Linked DNA regions of Gossypium hirsutum: region 1 is linked to region 2. The links are chromatin contacts, called in public Hi-C maps. All regions are on one chromosome and are shown on one strand. Each heading gives the region's core, a stretch centred on a gene start, on an enhancer-like site or on the middle of the called end of the contact. The rest is flanking DNA. Distances are from core to core; before and after follow the strand shown.

Evidence for each region. A called contact is a pair of places that touch in the nucleus more often than the background predicts.
Region 1: a Hi-C map of callus shows a contact between it and region 2, with 2.5 times the contacts expected there. The contact joins the enhancer-like site here to the promoter of LOC107957022 in region 2. A contact is called at or near these places in 2 of 34 Hi-C or Micro-C datasets (callus and leaf).

Annotation. Positions count from the first base shown.
Region 1 is chrA05:86,048,198-86,054,454 of Gossypium_hirsutum_v2.1, forward strand. It overlaps the pseudogene LOC107957099. Among protein-coding and RNA genes, the nearest start is that of LOC107957100, 18 kb to the right of the region's middle. Within about 2 kb of position 3,879, at least 5 of the 9 cell types and tissues checked have an H3K27ac peak or open chromatin away from gene starts, as enhancers often do. A contact at or near this core is called in leaf, where this site is marked.
Region 2 is chrA05:85,217,625-85,223,890 of Gossypium_hirsutum_v2.1, forward strand. It overlaps LOC107957022 (plant UBX domain-containing protein 1), which reads right to left and starts at 3,531. Exons shown (of 7, transcript XM_016892448.2): 1 at 3,283-3,531; 2 at 2,466-2,562; 3 at 2,288-2,356; 4 at 2,044-2,111; 5 at 1,831-1,960; 6 at 1,639-1,743; 7 at 1,089-1,527. The coding sequence starts at 3,366. The coding sequence ends at 1,283. LOC107957023 (a long non-coding RNA gene) reads left to right here and starts at 4,927. Exons shown (of 5, transcript XR_005926412.1): 1 at 4,927-5,591; 2 at 5,711-5,773; 3 at 5,856-6,216.

The DNA of each region.
Region 1 (6,257 bases), core at 2,629-5,128, 830 kb after region 2:
GGACTTTAGGGTGTTAGAAATTGAAATCTGAAAATTAGGTATTCAATTTTAATGTTTAAATTAAGGATTTCGGGGGGTGGGGGGATAGTATTTTTCCTGTTTTATGATGTGTATTTGCGAGGCCTTTTTGGTACTGATTGGTTTTCGCTTTTAGTACTTGATTTTTTATGCCATTAGATTCCAAGCAAATGATATGTGTGTGTGTGTGTGTAGAAGTCCTGATAGGAGTAAGAATCATCTTCTTTACATGAATAGTTCTTGTTTAGGGCTGTTAGAAATGAGGGATAAGAATCATCTTCCCCTTGTTTGGATAATTTGATTTTAGAAAAGGGAGGGAAAGCAAAGGGAGTTGAGAATCTCTCATTTTCCCTTCCTTTCCTCTATTTTTTAATACCCAATTTGGGGTAAAGTGAAAGGAAATTTTTAAATTTTTATATTAGGTAAAATTTTGATTTTTAACCTCTTTTTTTCTCAAAACTTCTTATTCGATCATCTTTCTACCTACAGACCATTGAACATCGGACGTATCCTTCTAGTATTAACTTTCAGGCTTTAGCAGAGATCAAAGCATTTCATTATTCATTATTATCCTTGTAAACTTGAATATTAGCCGCCAACCAAACATTTGGGGCTTTGTCAAAATAATCAACTCATGTAATTATGATAACTAATGTTTTACATTTTGTTAGATTATTAGCTTCTCTTTTCTAAATTTGTAGCAACTTCATTTGTATTATTGGGTAACACTTTAATTATTTTTCTATGAAGAATATTAGTGTTTTATAATTTTTAATTTAATTTTAGTATTGTTATGTATGCAGGGGATAGAATTGGAAATTTCATTCAAAATAAATAATTTCCTTTCCTTTCCATAGTTTACCCAAACAAGAAATATTAAAATCACTTTCCTTTCCTTTATTAATTTTAAGAATCCAAACAAAAAATAAATATATCATTTCCTTTCTTTAACCTTCCATTCCATTCCATTCTTTTCTTTACTTTACTTTCCTTTCCTTCAATAATATTTATCCAAACACAGGGTGAAATCTTAAATTTTAAATTATACTCAAAGGTGTTCTTTTTCATGTTCAAATTAAGGATTTTGGGGAAAAATTAGCATTTCTTTTTCTTGTTTTGCAGTGTGTATAATCACTGCATTAAAAACACAAGGTCTTACAACCATATTAGATTCTCTGGCATTGAAGATTTTAAAATATCATCATTAATCTCCATTTTTTCAGTTCTTTTCTTTCTAGATCATTATAAAAATTTGAACTTTCTATATATTCTATATGGGAATAGCAAAAGATAGACTAGAACCATGCCATTGTCTTTTTGGTTCTTATTGAAATGCTTGTTGCAGGGAAAGAGAAATGCCTAGGTATGATGACCGCCGCGGTAGTGGTACACGCCTTTATGTTGGTCACTTGTCTTCGAGGACAAGGTCACGTGATCTTGAGGACATGTTTAGCAGATATGGGAGGTAATCTATTCTTTTATTATGTTTAAGAAATTCGTAAAATTCGCAATCATTGCATCTAGTAGTGGTTTAGGTTAGTTAAATTTTATTGCATATTTCAAGAGTTTCGTTCTTTTTTCTCCATTTAGGTGTTCTTGGTTTTTTCTAGTGTTCCATTTTTATCAATTTGGGTGTTCATGATCTTTTTATTCTTTCGTATTTGTTGGTCATTAGGATAAGTTCAGGACGTAGTGACAATGAAGTAGGAGATACTAGAGTCCTTCATGAGCTCTTGTTGTAGTGCTGGACGTCTGGTATTCCATATAAAACATGAGTGAGAATATTGCACCCTCCACATGTCTGTGTGTGTGGTTTAACTTCAATGATCTTGTTGAAGGTCTCTTGGCTTTTGCCTAACATGGAGGTCTATGGTGAGAGGGACCATGGTGGATTTGGCCAGTCTTTCTAGTGTTATTGCCTGTTTTTATCGAAATGGAACAATATCAAAAGTGGTGTTTTTGATTCAACTCTGAGGGGCGAACTCTCAACCCTTCGATAATTGTGTCTTGATGGCCTTTCTGTTTCTGGCACCCCTTTACGCAGAATACGTGATGTGGATATGAAGCGCGACTATGCATTCGTTGTATGTATTCTTTACTCAATTTAAACCGAAACTGCTTGTCTTCCTTATCCATAAATTTCTTTAACATATGTTGTAAATATGATGGTTTTACTTGGATCTTTTTCTTCATTGTTTGTGCATCAGTGTGTCTATGTTGTCTTGCTCATTGATAACAGGAATTCAGTGACCCTAGAGATGCTGATGATGCAAGATATTCATTGAATGGTAGAGACCTTGATGGAAGCCGTATAGTTGTTGAATTTGCCAAGGGGGTGAGTTTTCTGATTGCTTTTCACATAACAGAGATTTTGCTTCTTTTTTTTTTTTTATGCTAATACCTAAATGATATTGAAAAGGTCAAAGGTGATTGATGTTGGCCGTTGACTAATTTAATATATATTACCTCTGGTCTAGAAGAAAGATATTTACATAAATACCCTTTGGGATATTATTTGCTTCTTGCTTTCTACATTAGAATCAACATATGAGAGAAACTGGTTTCCGAGTGTCATTTGAAGGTGATGCCAGCACTGCGTTATTTTATTTTGTTGCTTTGCATTATTTGTTCTCATTCTTGTCCTGGATTTTGTAGAGTCTTTTAATCAAATATTATTTTACCATCCAATCTGATTTGAATTACAATTTAGGTGCTTCGTGGCTTTGGTGGGTCTCGTGATTACCCTGGAAGAAGTCCTGCTCCTGGAGCAGGGCGCAGCTTCAACTGTGGAATTGACGGTCACTAGGCTCGTGATTGCAAAGCTGGGGATTGGAAGAATAAGTGTTATCGCTGTGGTGAACGAGGCCATATCGAAAGAAATTGTCAAAACAGTCCAAAGAAACTGAGGTCCTCACCTTTCTTCCTTCTCATCTGTTCTGTTCTTATTCTAACCAGTTATCATATTTAAGCTACTTTTTTTGTTTACTTGAGAAACAACTATACTGGTGCAGCCGTCGACCTCGCAGTTACTCACGCTCACCTAGTCCTTGCCGTGGAAGAAGCAGAAGCCGCAGTTACAGTAGGGGACGTAGCAACAGGTTTGTATTTACTGTTCCTCTTTTAAAATATGAATTGCCTTCGACTAAAATGCACTTTGGAATTTGCTATTTTTGTTTTGCATTAAAATTGGAACAATATTACACATTTACACTACATAAATATGACATGGGTAAAAAATGAAGCACAACACGAAAAAAATATAATATGAATATAACATTAGTGTCTTAATTTATATAATACGAATATTAACTTTAGTAAATCTTTTTATATAAAATACTTTCAACGTGATTAGACATGACCAAAATATATTAAAATGGAATGAATGTATGGATTGTCATGTCTGATTAAAGTTCTCATGCAAGTAATAAGAGTCGAGGAAGATTTAATTGGCAGAATTGTTTTGGTTTTGTTAAAACTGATTGTTGTGCTGAATCTTGACCTTCTGCAGTAGATCGAGAACACCTGTGAAGAGAGAACGAGGTTTCGAGCGCGATGATAGAAGATCGAGGAGTCCTAAGTCCCACAGGAGTTCTCCTTTGCCACCCAGAGGCCGGAAGCATAGTCCAACTCTCGACGAAAGAAGCCCACAAGAGGGAGGTAGTCCTTCCCCGAGAGATCGGAGGCACACCAATGGCTCCGAGTACAGCCCCAGGGAAAGGAGCCAAAGCCCAGATCATGAAGCTGATGCTGAGGACAGGGCTTATAGGAGTTCTACAAAAGAAAACGGCCAGAGTTGTAGCCCGAGCCCAGTCCCAAGGGAGGATCGGAGCCCGATTTACAATGATGATGATAATAGTAATAGGGCTTCTAGACGCAGTGAATCAAATTAAGCGGAGGCGTAGATTGGTATGTGTTGAAGTCCTTAGTGATCAGCCGTGTTTTGCAATAAGAACTTGGGGGTTTTGTATGGATGGATATTTTTTCTTTTTTGTTGAATAGTAAGCACTGTTAAGATTTATTAAAAGCCTATTTTTATAAACAGTTGACAATTACTGCAATAACTATGAATCTATTAATATTTATACTCAATAGAAGTGATGGTCCATTTGATGTTAGTATAAATTAAATTAATTTTACATGCTTTCATAATTTTTAAAATTTTAAAATGTTTCTAATTTTCTGGTCATTTTTAATATTTTTCAAAGGAAAAAAATCATTTTATAAAAGTTATAAAACACATTGATGTATGGTATTGAATATTATTAAAATATATATACAACGTTATATGTGGTATTATCCTCTTTTAATATGCCATTTTTTATGGTCTTTATGGTTGCTTAAGTCCATTGAATTTTGTTCTTATCACAATTTTAAATATCTTCATTTTAATTATTGTATATTTTTTATAATAAAATTTTTTAACCAAGTATAAAATAATAAAAATATTTTAACAATATTATTTATTTATAAACCAATATTGGCAACATTTAGATATGTTGTTTCGAATATCTAACCATAGAGTTAGTTAAGGAATGAGTTATCGCTCAACAATATGAAATTTTAATGAAGTATCACTCAAAAAGATCATATGGGTTTTACAGCAAAGAGTATGTATTATTGTTACGGGGCTAGATCTTTCGGCTCGCGAACCATGCGGCTTTAGGTGATCCGTTCGTTTTAAACTCGCCTAAGTCAGCCTTTACAACACAAGTGAAGATTCTTTTAAAATTCCCCTAAGGCACCAATTTGTATAGCAAAAGCAATTGTGCCAAAAGAAGCCACGAAAGAACAACAGAAAGCCACAAAAAGAATGCATGAAAGGTGTTTGAGTAAATGCTAAAAAAATTCTATTGCTCTTAAGAATTCAAGTTACAATGGATGATTTACAAGTGAGTGGGAGGATCTTTATTTATAGTTGAGCTCTCCCAAAACCGACGGTCAAGATCAAGTTACATTGACGGACGAGATTAGCCTATCCCTTGATTTTAAAGATTTACAAGATTACATCATATCAAATCAAATCTACAAGATATGATTATCATTTTTACTAAAAATAGTCTATGTTGTCATATCTTTATTATCGGGCCAACTAGGCTTCAATTTGACAGACTTCTCCAATAGTTCTTTGAATCAGGCCAGTTCTCGTGGGCTAAATAATCTTCATCTTATCGATAGACCTGCATGGGGCGCATCTTGTGCCATGGTCATTGGTTTTGCACTTTGGCCAGTGACATTCTCCCCCACCTATTCTCACAACACCCTCATTGCGCCTTCAAAAAAGCATTGACCTGATTCACCTCGAAACTCTCTCGTTGCCTTGGCTTTTTCCCAACTTGTCTTGTGATTGGTAGTCCTTTCCTTCTAAACTTTTACCACGGCTTCCGTCACCTATTAACTTGAACCGTTGTACTCGTTGGCAAGAAGTCTCTGCTCTAACTTGCCCCAATTTTGGCTTGTTCCCATTGGAATACCCTTAATTCTCACATATTGGCTTCATACCGCCCACAGTCCCTTGACTTCCTTGTTTAAGAACTTTGAAAGCGCCCCTATGATCTTGTCAAGCCAACAAGTCCAAATTCAAAACACTCAAAACACTAGCAGAGTGTTTGCAATGTACTTTACACGCAACATTTACTTGTTTCGACTATTTTTGCATCGCTTCTTTCCCCTCGAAGTTTGATATACAACCCACATTTCCCAAAGGTGGTGGCTCTACAGTCGAATCCATAGACCTCATATCGATCTCATGCTCTACTAACTTTTTGAAAAGGGCTTTCGTAGTATTTCATTCTATCGAGTCAATGTTTCTCCTACACAAAACATCTTCGACTAGTTGGATTGACGACAACACCTTGGTCTCAACCTTCATATCCCGATGCACCGGCACAATGATTTTTGATAACGGACAGGTGACAATATGAATTTGACCAGCCCATGGATACAGAACTGCCTGGATCCTGTCAAGGAAGTTTAAGCCAAGCACACAATCATAATCATCTAATTGGATTACCTCAAATTCTTCCTTTCCTTTCCATTCATTGATTTGTAGCTCTACATTTTGAATTACTCCCACAGTTGGGGCTTCCTCAGAATTTACCATCTTGATCTTCTTATCTAATTTCTTAATCAAGAGACCAAGTTTCTTGACAGCCTTTTCTGATATGAACAATTCTGATGCTTCCGTATTAACAAAAGCACCCCTCTTCTAACTTGCAATGTTGATGTCTATAAACATCAAC
Region 2 (6,266 bases), core at 2,281-4,780:
GAATAAAATAAAAATGACATCAGGTATTTCAAGATCCAAATAATATCAATTATAATCAACAGACGTGATGAAAAAGAGCAATGGACGGCTCTGATTAGGAGGGTCCAGTTAAGATTTCAAAACAATTATTTTTTTTTCAGTTTAAAATGTATAAAAAAACTTAAAAGAATCTTGTAACTTTAGATTTAGAATAAAAAATCCTGCAATTCTATACTTACCATTTATTTTTGACTTTTCAGTGTGTGCTTTTTTATGATTTTAAAAAAAATCATATAATTCAATTTAATCAAATTCCTTTAAAAATGTTAAATCAAAATAATGAAAGTCACTAAAATCTAATGGTGTTCATAAATCGGGCCGAGACGGATTTAAGTACAATATTAATATATTTTATAATTTTCTAAGCCTGACCCAACCAAAAATCTAAACTTAGAGATTTGTCTAAACCCGTCTATATTTGTAAAAAACAAACTCAAACTCATTTTAAGTCGTCCATATTATTTTTTAATTATTTTTTAAAAATTTATATTATATTATTTTAATATTTAATAATTTAATAGATTTTTTATATAATCATCTTTAACATTATTTTAATATTTACATTAAAGGAATATTATATATATATAGTATAAGCTTGTTTTTTTAATGTGTTCTAAATTACATAATATATAAAAATAACATAAAACTGGTCAGGGAGTCGAGCTTGAGCCTTGAATGTTCAAGCCCAAGTCCAACCCATATTTTAAATGAGTCTAAGTTCTTTTTCAAACCTATTTTTCTGACCTAATATTTTTACCCAAACCCTTTTAAATTTTGAGTAGTCCTTTTAGCCTGAAAAAATAACCCAGCCCATGAATAGATCTACTAAAATCATTAAATATGAATAAAAATATTTTATTGTTGGTTTATGAGCATAAAAAAGAAGGGGATAATGCATGCGTTTTGAGAAAATAATTGCTATCAAACAAAACAAACTCTTGAACATTCAAAATTTCACTCTAAGGCCAACTGAGACTCCAAAAGCAAAATGATGAAGCAGCATCCTGTGGTTCAAGAAACTTACCAACACTTGGAAGTTGGAAGGAATAAAAATGAAACAGAGGGAAGGGATCAGATTATGAATGAAGTTGTAACAAGTATTCACATTTGATGTTCTTTTGCAAATTTTAACACCCTTGACTTGAAAAGAATCACCTGCTCAACACCATTTAACAACTTTCTCCTTTTCTTATATAGTCATCTGGCATTTTGATCGACTCAGTGTGGCCAAGAATCAGTATCACTATGGAGATATATGAAATTGTAATAATAAGCTTGATTCACATTTTAAACCATTTTGGCCTCCCAGGTTTTTTCTCTTGCTGGTTTGGGCAATAGGGAAGGGTACTGTACTGGCACCAACACCAGGTTCTGGGGCAGATTGAACTGCCTCTGCCTGCTCAGCACCAGCTATGACCTCCAAACCTTTCAAAGACATGACTTCGTCTAGAAGGAAGGCTGCTGAATTGGCAGCTGTGGCATCGGCACCTAAACATTTCAAAGTGTCATTAACCGGAGTGAATCATATTTTGAGGAATCAGATAACTTCCAACCTAAGGAACTAAGAGGGGGATCATACGAAAAAGTCAGATAACTAACCTTTTGGGAGATCATATGAAAAATACACAATTGCACCCGGAATGAAACCAGTAGAGAAAATATCTTGTGTCATGTCCTTTATTTGCTTCTTGGGAGGAGTAGTATCTGAAACATGATTGGACGATAGGCATTTAATGCATTGGCTTCACAACCAACACCACAGTTAGTATTTTACAACTTAAATAAGCTTACATAAATAGAACGGTAGATCCGGTCGAGAAATCACTCTCATGATAAGGTCATACAAGCACTGAATTGTTTCTGATGGATGAAATGTGACCTCTAATGTGTGGTTATCAGGAAAGCGGACCCTTATCACAGCCTGCACATGAACATTGAAACTTATCAAAGGCAAGACAACTAAAAGACCCACAAAAAGTGTGGCAAGTAGCAATTAGCAAGGACCTTTGTTACTCTTGATCTGCGGGCTGCCTCCTCTGCTTCTCGAATTTTTCGTGTCTTTAAGTAGTTATCTGTTTCAAAATTTTATCCACTTAAAATGGTGTAAATATATCTCTAACAAAAAAGTGTGCCATAGCATGCCAGAGTCATTTTAACGTAAATGAATCCCAAAATCAGCTGGTAAAAATATCTAAATGAAGCTAGAGGATAAAATTGATAAATGAGTTGTGTTCATTGCCAAAAGTACCTTCCTTTTTAGTTGCCATTACTCGATGATAATCTTCTGCTGTGAACTCATAGACGTCATCCGACTCCTCTGCCCAAAAATAAATAAGTGCATTTTATCAGTTTACGAAATGAACTGTCACTTCTAGTCAATAGGCAAGTTAAAAGTCTGAAAATATGTTTTGCAGGGTCGCTCGCACCAGTGCTGGGCACTTCATTTTGTATTGGCGATGGTCCTTCAGTTTCGAAGACATGAATTTCTCGTCCAAATTTCTCTTTTGCAGCAGCAAGTTTAGCCTATAATCATAGAAATGAAATAATTAAAAAAAAGCATAAATAAATTGCGTAACAGCAACCTGCATACAACATATCATGCGAGTTACGGAGTCGTGAATTAGAGGTCCTAATGTATAGTTCCATCAAATATAATTACATAAAGGAAAGCAAAATCTGTCTTGACACTTATGACAACCATATGAATAATGTAAAAAGCTGTCGGTGTTCCTTCGAGACGGTTATGTCCAAATCCAACCGGGTTTCAACAACTTCATATGCATGACATTCCTTATAGACGATTACTACAAAAAAGCTACTCAAAGAAGTAAACAAAGAGGGGAAAGAATTACCCCCGGAATTTACCTTCGTATAAACTTTTTAACAGCAATTTCACCTAAAAACCAAAAGAGAAGCTACTGACCAACTTTCATGAATGAACCACTATTCTTGATAAAGATAGCAAAAGGAAACCAAGATGAAGTTTAATTCCATCAAAGTTAAGCTAATTTCAGTTATCATCCATGTTAAAAGATTTGAGCTCAACTAGATATATAATGATTCACCGACTTAAATCTTTCTTTCACTATCTAAAAATAAAGAAACAGAAACAAACTCAGTTGCATAAACAAGAGGATGCAGACCCATCATAGGAATCGATAATCAAAGTAAAAACCCGGATCAACCCAATACTTAAAAACAACATATAGAACAGCAAGAACAAAAATTAAATCAAGGACCGACTTTAGCTGATGCAGCCTCCATGGAATCAATATTAGTTAATCTCCTCCTATTTAAAGGTAGTGGTGAAGAACCATCTCCAATCATCAGCTGCAGATGAAATTTCCACCTTTTTTTCTGGGAAGGGTACGGGGTTGCCTTGCTTCTGTAAAAGCTCCTGCTTGCTTGATTTGCCTCTTTGGAATTTCTTGCTAGTATATTCCTTATTAGTTTATTCCTTTCTTCTTTTAGAAAACAAAGATAGTTTGGGCTCGACCAATTCAACTTTTGGGCTAACAATGTTCTAATTTAATCCACCTACTTACAAATAAAAACTTCATTTTATCATATATCTAACTTCAAATGGAAATTTTTTAATTAATTTTATTATATTTTTTTTTGATTATATCTTTTGCTTTTAGAATAATGCTTAGAACTATTCATATGACCTTCAACACACTTAAACTCACATCTTCTTACATTAAAAATAATATATTATTCTATACTAATTAAATTAAAACTTAATCGATAATTTTTTTTTTTTTACATTTAGAAAACCAAAAAAATAATGTTGGAGGATGTTCATCAATTTGACTTAAGGCTTGTGGAATAAACAAATTGAATTCAATTCCTGATGATTATGACATTTACAACAAATTTTTTTTCATTTACTTATTAAACACATTCAACACATTCAATTTTGGAAAGTTGAATTTGATTATCAATCTTTTAAAAAAATCGAATTTGATTATTAATCTTTTAAAAAGAGTAGAATTATTTTTTTAACGAAAATACTAACTAAAACATTATAATTTTAATTATGGTAGCCTGCTTAACAATTCACATGTACTCAATTTATTATTATTATTTTTGTAAAATTTAAATTATTTGTTGACGTAGCGTATAAGACAAATAGGGTCTTGTCAGCATGAAGTTTATGTGAATTGTCATGCTAATACTGTTAAAAAAATAATGCTATAGTTAGTATTTTCGTTAAAAAAACAATGTCTCTTTTTTGAAAGGCTGAGGGTCAAATTTAATGAAAAAAAGAATAATGATAAAATTGATAAAAGATGTAAACATTGAAAATTAAATTTAATATTAATCCTTTAATTTATAATAAATGTTGATTAATTTTAAAAAATAATTAAAAAATAAAATAAAATATTTAAAAAATGAAAAAAAAGCAACCAATAGTAAAATATTAAATACTAAATATTTTTTAAAAAAAATTATATTTGACATTAATAATCAAACCAGTAACATCTTACAAAAGAAAAAAAATACTTCAAAATTTTGAGATACTTCAACTTATTAGACATAATATTTTGAAACACCGTGATAAAGAAAATCACAATGGTGCAAGTGAGCATATTAAAATAGAATAATAATAAAAGTATCAAATATCAAATAATAAAAACAAAACAAAATAAATCTAATATTAAATAAAAAATCATATATATATTTGAATAAAAGATCTGACTGGATTTATTAATAAAAAGAAATAATACATAGAACAGAACTGGACTGAAGTCCATTAACAAGATACTAATCAAAAGAATAACTAAAAAAAAAACAAAAGCCTACTAAATAAAATTGGGCCTAAAACTTACGGAACTAGCCCAACTCGTCCAATTTCAACTAAATCAAATCAGAAAATCAAATCTTATCCTATACCAGTCAAATCGACAGCTGGATACTAATAGACCCTGTCTTTTCACATCACCGACCTAACCATTAATGATAGCAGGTTTTCAATAATGACTTTTAATTTTTTCTACTACCTCTTCTCAAAAGCTTTCATTTTCCCTTTCATTCAATCCGGATACCTTGGCCGAAAATTCTCCAGTGCTTGACGAACACATTCTGGAATTCCTCCCACCAAGTAATAACTTTCTCTCTTCTTTAGGGCCTCATTTGCAATAACATGGGCGTATATATTCCCTGTTTTAGAGACAAAATGAAACTCAATCTCCTGAAATTTGTCTTTTTTGCTTTGTATATCTTTGGTAATTGCTCCAATGGCCGATTTACCTATATCAGTACTTTGGCATTTCTTTATAACAGTTTTTGAATCTCCCACTACTTCCATTTTGTTAAAGCCCATAAAAATTCCTAATTTCATTGCCTGTAACCCTACATGTGCCTCTGCCGTGAACGGAGTTGCTATCTCGGAGTGAAAAACCGTCTTTGATGCAAGGATCTCCCCCACTTCATTTCGTACAAGCAGGCCTGTAGTTGATCTGGAAGATTGATGGTCAAAGGCTGCGTCAAAAAGAACTGTGACCCTTGTTCTTTGATAATCCTGTTGAATATTTCCATTAGACTGAAGGGTGAGTTTTTTTTCTCTTTTGTTGCATCCAACTCTATGATATAACATTGAACTTGCTTCGATATTTCTCTTCTTTTCACATTTTTTCTTTCATATAACAAATGATTTCTGTTGGACCAGATTAACCAGAGTCCACAGCAGAATAATCGGATCTGTTCATTAGTCTCCTTACAGAAGCCCCAGGTAAGCCATTCCCACATATTTTGAGTATTTTTATTTAGTACCCATGATAGATTGAAATGATTCCAAACCTCAACCATTGTAGGGCACTATTGAAAAATATGGCTACTGTCTTCCTCATTTTGACGACATTGAGGGCACTGATCTTCCACCACGACTCTTTTATGTCTGAGGTTAACAAGGGACAAAATAAAGTTCCAAGAGATTCTACATACTGTAATTATAATTTTTGAGGGGATGTATAATTTCCATAGTTTCCTATAGAAATTTTTAGTTCGGCGTGTAAACTATAACTACTAGGATCCAAGTTAGTCTCCTGTAATAGTTTATAGGTGCTCCTGACTTAGAAATCCCTGGACAGTTCCCTTCTCCATACTTGAAAATCTTCATGTGCTGTCTCCGCCAGTGGAATCTGCAAGATTTTTTTTGCTACATCCAATCGAAAGGTATTCATAACTACCTTTATTTTCCAGCTCCTATTGGTGGCCTCTATTAA